Regions from separate parts of the Anser cygnoides genome. Here region 2 is linked to region 1. A link is a contact called in public Hi-C data. All regions are on one chromosome and are shown on one strand. The core of a region is the stretch at or near the end of the contact, and the rest is flanking DNA. Distances in the headings are between cores, read along the strand shown.

Evidence for each region. Hi-C and Micro-C count contacts between places; a contact is called where the count stands out from the background.
Region 2: a contact with region 1 is called in a Hi-C map of liver, with 7 times the contacts expected there. The contact joins the promoter of LOC106033299 here to the promoter of DYNC1LI2 in region 1. A contact is called at or near these places in 2 of 7 Hi-C or Micro-C datasets (both in liver).

Annotation. Positions count from the first base shown.
Region 1 is chr12:9,783,435-9,786,255 of Taihu_goose_T2T_genome, forward strand. DYNC1LI2 (dynein cytoplasmic 1 light intermediate chain 2) reads right to left here and starts at 1,379. Exons shown (of 13, transcript XM_048068901.2): 1 at 1,113-1,379; 2 at 331-404. The coding sequence starts at 1,207. It overlaps TERB1 (telomere repeat binding bouquet formation protein 1), which reads right to left. Exons shown (of 20, transcript XM_067004179.1): 20 at 1,796-2,821.
Region 2 is chr12:9,957,085-9,959,905 of Taihu_goose_T2T_genome, forward strand. It overlaps LOC106033299 (fatty acyl-CoA hydrolase precursor, medium chain-like), which reads left to right and starts at 1,361. Exons shown (of 14, transcript XM_013176725.3): 1 at 1,361-1,490; 2 at 2,606-2,685. The coding sequence starts at 1,462. It overlaps CIAO2B (cytosolic iron-sulfur assembly component 2B), which reads right to left and starts at 1,558. Exons shown (of 5, transcript XM_067004188.1): 1 at 1,118-1,558; 2 at 907-984; 3 at 529-654; 4 at 51-96. The coding sequence starts at 1,543.

The DNA of each region.
Region 1 (2,821 bases), core at 129-2,628:
AAATCAGAAGCGTTCTTGTGCATTTTTGGACCACACTTACTATACTCTTCTAAGCGTTCTAGCGGAATCCAACAGCTTATACCACAACAATAAGAAAGAAGCACTTCATTGTTCAGTATTACATTTCATTTATTTAAATATATCTTATAAAACTAACAGGATAAACCAGAAAGAAAATAAATCCACCAGCCTGAAGACAAGAATGGCATAGATCACATTACATAAGCTAATTTTAACAAAATGATACGTCAATTTGTTCGCATCATTGTTTTCGACGTGCTTTGCTTCTACCAAAAAAAGAAAATCCTCATGCTTGCATGTGCTACTTACCAAAAACAAGAATATTTTTGCCTGAGGGCAATTTAGATCTCGACCGGGTAGAAACTTCACTCAGTATCGAAGACCTAGAAAAAGAGCATCGTCCTCGTTAGGCTGACAGGCACACACTGCACACAGGCACCAGCACGCACCGCTCGTCTGACAGCGCTGATGAGCTCAGCAGATCTACGCGGACCAATCCAGTCACATTCATTCTATTTACAAACTAGGCTTGTTACAGGTAAAGATTTGAGTTCATTTTAATAAAAAGCCTCCCCAGAAGAGTGCCACCTTTTTGAGGAAAGCTTTTATAGCTCCTAGAGCACGGGCACTGAAGCCTCCTGAAGCTGCTCTCCCGCAGAAGAGCTCACGTTACTGCTCAGCATTACTTCCCAGCTGATGACTAACTCTTCCCACAATCCATTACTGCATTTCACACGCATTTCTTTTTCTTTTTAAACAGATAACTGACTGAAAAGCAACACATCGAATCCCCCAGGCCCCATCCCGCAACCCGCCGTGCGCCACGACCCAACCCCCGGCTCTGCCCCCATCCCCGCCGGCCCTGTTCCCCCACCGGGCCGGGAAGCTCCTGTCAGCGGGCTGCGGGCTTCGCTCCGCCACGGCCGGGGCTCGGGGCTCCGCCACAGCCGAGGCTCGGGGCTCCCGCCCGCCGCAGGAGGGCCGGGGCGGCGCCGCTGGGCAGGGGGACCCCGCCGTGACAGGCACGGGACGCCCGGCTGGCGGGGCACGAAGGACGCGCGCGTGCCCCCCTCCCTCGGCCGGGGGCTTACCACAGGTTCTGCCCTTCCTCCTCCTCGCTGGGCAGCTCGGCGCCGCCGGGCCCGTCCGGCCCCAGCAGCTTCTTCTCCACCAGCACGGGCGCCATCTTGCGAGCCGCAGCCACAAAGAGTGACCTCAGCCGGGCGCGCCGAGGACCCCGCTCCTCCCTCTCCCCGGCCCGCCCGCCGCTGCTGCCGCCACCGCCCGGTGCCGCCGCCGCCGCCCCCCGCTCCCGGCTGCGCCCTGCCCGGCCCGGCGCTGCCTCACGCGGCCGCGCAACCGCCCGGTGCCGCGGCCGCGACGCGATCAGGCGGCGCCCGGGCAGCCCCGGCAGCGCCTCCGCCCTGGGCGGTGCCTCCCGCGGCGGGGGGCGGCCTTCGGCAGCGCCCTCTGGTGCCGGAGGGTGAGGGGGAGACGGGGCCGGGATTAGGGAAGGGGACGGGGCCGGGATGAAAGGGGACGGGGCCAGAGCCCTGCCCGGGCTCTCGGTGACTTCCCGGTGTGCGGGGTTAGTGTGTGCAGTGTGAATAGTCAAGCGATAGATGTAGTCAGAGGGCTGGAATAAAGCTCGAAGATTTCCACCCACCTTCGTGCATCCCTCCGATAAATTTTGTTCTTCTACTCGTGTTACAAAACAATTCCCACTTTTTTTTTTTTATGCAAACATGCTTTCTCTCACGATTGGGCAGTGACCATCAGGCACTTGCACTTTTCAAAGCACGAGGTAGCATAAGAAGTCTAAAAGTGACATGAATGGTTCTTATGCAACTATATTACTAATAACCATTTCGCGTGCATTTCAAAGCAGTTTATACAAGAAAATACAGTTACCAAGAGTGTTCGGTCAATCACTGTCAGACAGAGATGAATCGACTTGCACAAATTCACACAACGCGTCTCTACTCGCTTCCAGTCATGACTCTTCCTTTCTGGATTTTACAAGAACGATTTAATGATGCCTATTTCAGCAATTTTCATTACGAGAGAATTAATGCGGCAGAGGAGATTGTGGGGATTTCAGCCTTGGAGATTTTCAGCACTTGACAAGGCACAGAGCACCCAGACTAACTTTGAAATTAGGCCTGCTCTAAGGAAGTTGGATTACTGACTCCAGAGGTCATTCACAGTCTAAATTATTACCTATAATTAGGTATATTGTCAATATTGTGATACTCTGATTACATCTGTTACTAAAGATGTATGTCTTACATATTTTCTCCACTTCAAATATATTTAGGCCAGAATAATATGGATTACTAATATACATTCAGATACTACACAAAATAGAAGCTTGCCTGGACTAGCTTTTGAGTCCTTGGAAAAATACTTTGTGGAGCGCGTAACAGACCAAAATCTCCCTGACGTACACACCACTCCTTGGTATTACTTTTGGCTCAGGTTCTGCAAATATGTAGGCCAATATTTAATTACACCACTTGGAATAGCTCCATTCATAAACGTTTATAGGATTGGGCCTTTACAAAGATATGCCTTAAGGCATCTTTTATAGGTTCTTTAATATTTTAATAATATATATTTAAAAAAGTGCAACAGCTGAAAAACATTAAAAAACTATTTATATATATCAGCATCAGCATCGGTGCAAGTCCTTCAGTTTCAGGTTATCTTGCATGCTTTTAAGCATTTAAGCTACATCATAGTAAAAGCCTACTGCAAATAAGATGAAATAAGATAACCAAACTTTTTCCATAATAAATTA
Region 2 (2,821 bases), core at 111-2,610, 170 kb after region 1:
CAAGATTAGTAAAAAAAAAAAACCACACAAGAGAACACTAAAAAGCTTACCAGCATGCTCAGAGGCATGTGTTCCTGGTGTTATATGAACATCCATCTTAAAAAGCATGAAGAAAGAAAAAGGTGTCCAGTTAACAAAACATTGGAAGTTCAAAGTAAAACTATTTAATGAAGAAAATACAGCAATAACAAGACAAAACAAAAAAGACATTCTTGCCAATGCCAGATACTCTACACTGCAGCATAAAACCAGGCCTAAAATCAAGAAGCCTCAAGATCTCCCGTGCCATGCTGTAGAGGCCAGCAGGTACCTTCCCATCATAACCCCACTCACCTGTGACATGGCCATCACAGAACTGGAACTCTGCACCCATTTTTCAGTTTAGTTCCTTCCCCAATTCCTAGAGTGTTTCCCTCCCCCACCATAATACAAAAGAAAAAAGCTCCGGTTATTTTATGCTGTAAGTTAGCTAGCTGGTTTTTAAACACCATTCCTCCCTTGTGCTTTCAGAGTGATTTCATTACTCACCTTAAATCTCTCAGGCAGAGATCTGATCAATTTTACTTTGATGGACAGGCCGATTAACGTCGCCATGCTGCAGTGGGGAATCGTGGGCGTGAACTCCACTGCCACGGTGCTCTCGGCATCGTTCACCTGTTGGAAAGCAAGCAAATAATTCCTGTGTGCAAAGCTCACTGCCTTCACCCCAGCTAGCTGGAGGCACGTTGTGTGCAACACAGCTTGAAGCTGTGCTTTGCTGCTTGGGGGTTCTTCACTGCTTTAAAGACTGCTAATGCAGTAGTTAGCTAATAATAAACCTCTTCTCATGGCACAAAACCAAACAACCAAACATCCTCACACAAACAAACAACCAGAAACAAAGCAAAAGAGAACAAGAAACCTCACTTTAACTCGAACTTGCTCAACAACATTCAGCTCCTCCAGGGTGAGGGGGTGCTCAGGATCATTGATGGAGCGGATGAGATGTGTCAGGTTAAGGAAAGGGCACTGTCCTGTGTCCTGTCCCTGATCCTGATCCTGCCCTGCCCTGTCCCCCTGTCCTGTACCCTGCCCTGCCCCGGCCCGGCCTGGCCTGGCCCGGCCCTCCCGTCAGGATATCGAAGATCTCCCGGTCGTCGATAGAGTCGGGCAGCTCGTCGTCCTCCTCCCTCGCCGTCACGGGCCGCTCCCCGGAGCGGCGGTAGATGAGGGGGTTGGCGTTCTCCAGCGGCGCCCCGCCGGCCGGGCCCACCATGGCTGGAGGTGGCGGAAGGAGCCCGGCCGCCCTTCGCCGCCGCACCGGGCGGGCGGAGCCGCGCTGAGGGAGCGGGGCGGCCCCGCTGCCTGTGCGGCAGCGCCCTCGTGTGGGCAAGCGGCGTGCTGCCGCGCACAGCCCTCGTAACGGGGTTACCGCGCTGTGATCGCGCGGTAGTACATCGTCTGCTTCAGACTTTCTGCTGTATGTCTGATTTCTCCTCACAAAAAAAAAGGTGAAGTGTAAGTTTTTGTTGTTGTTGCTCAGGTGACACCTTGCTGCCTGCATCAAGTCGTAGTTATCGGTAGTAAAACACCTCAGGCTGCTGGAGGTGGCTTCCCCGATGACTAGCAGAAATAAAAGCTTGGATCCCGTGTTACTGATAAAAATATTTGTGCAATAGATGCTGGCATAGGTGTCGTAACTTCTTTGGCAGCCATTTGACACCTGTCACTAACAGGCTGTGAGGCTGAATACCAGGAACTTTTCAGTTACCACCAGTGGCTGTACAGCACATTTTATTCTGACAGCTCAACTAGCTGATTAGCTAGAGTGTCAGGTTTAGAAAGCACGCACTTTTCTCTCTGTGTCGGTATTGTTGCTGTTGTAGACAGTTCTTTCAATTCAGAATACTATAATAAAAGTGAATATTGACTTTTTTTTTCTCTTTTCCTTTGTGCTCATTTGTTCTTTAGCAGATTTAATCAATGTAAATCACTATAAATTAAATAGCAATGTATTTAATTGCTAATACATCTGATACTACATTTGTTGACTGAAAAAGGAGAGGAAAATGGTAAGAAAATGCTGGTCCAGATGGCTGAGGTGAGTAAGAGTTGTTAATTTGGGACGCACTCAGAGTTCATTTAAGCTGATTGAATCCCACTGCCTGCTTTTGTCTTTTGAGTCGGTCATTTTTACAGTGAAAGGTCATACAAGGAAGTTTTCTAGCCCATTCTTTGGAGGTTTTCGTGATCCAATACAGTATGTGGACTTCTCATTTTGGGCATCTGCATTAGACCAGCTAAGTGTTAACTTTGTATTCCATATAAAAATTGAGTGACTGAATTTGAACCAAAAGGTGATAAGAGGATAACTCATTTATATCAGATAATAGTGCTAACTCTGATTTACACTGTGAATTCATTTTCTGAGATTTATTTCAATATTTAGTCATTGAGATGAAGACAAGGGATGGAAATCTGGGTTTTAAATTAAAAGATATGTTGTGTTAGCAGAAGCTTGGGAAAATGGGATTTTATGTGTCAGAAAGCTGTTCACCTGGAAGGAGTCTCATTTTCCCTTCTTTAATATAGACCTCACCTCCTACTTATATCTTTTCATTTTCAGATTGATCTGGAACAAAAATAACTGCAACAGAAAGAATTTTCCAGAAAGACTTGAGGGAAGTATTAAAAATAAGAGGCAAGGTATGTTCTATGATGCATGTTTGCACAGTTCCGAGTGAAATCTGTGAGAAATTTTCACACATCTCCACCACTAGCACAACACAGAGACTTAGGAACTATATAAGAAATGGCACGTAGCTCTGAATTCTCTTGCACT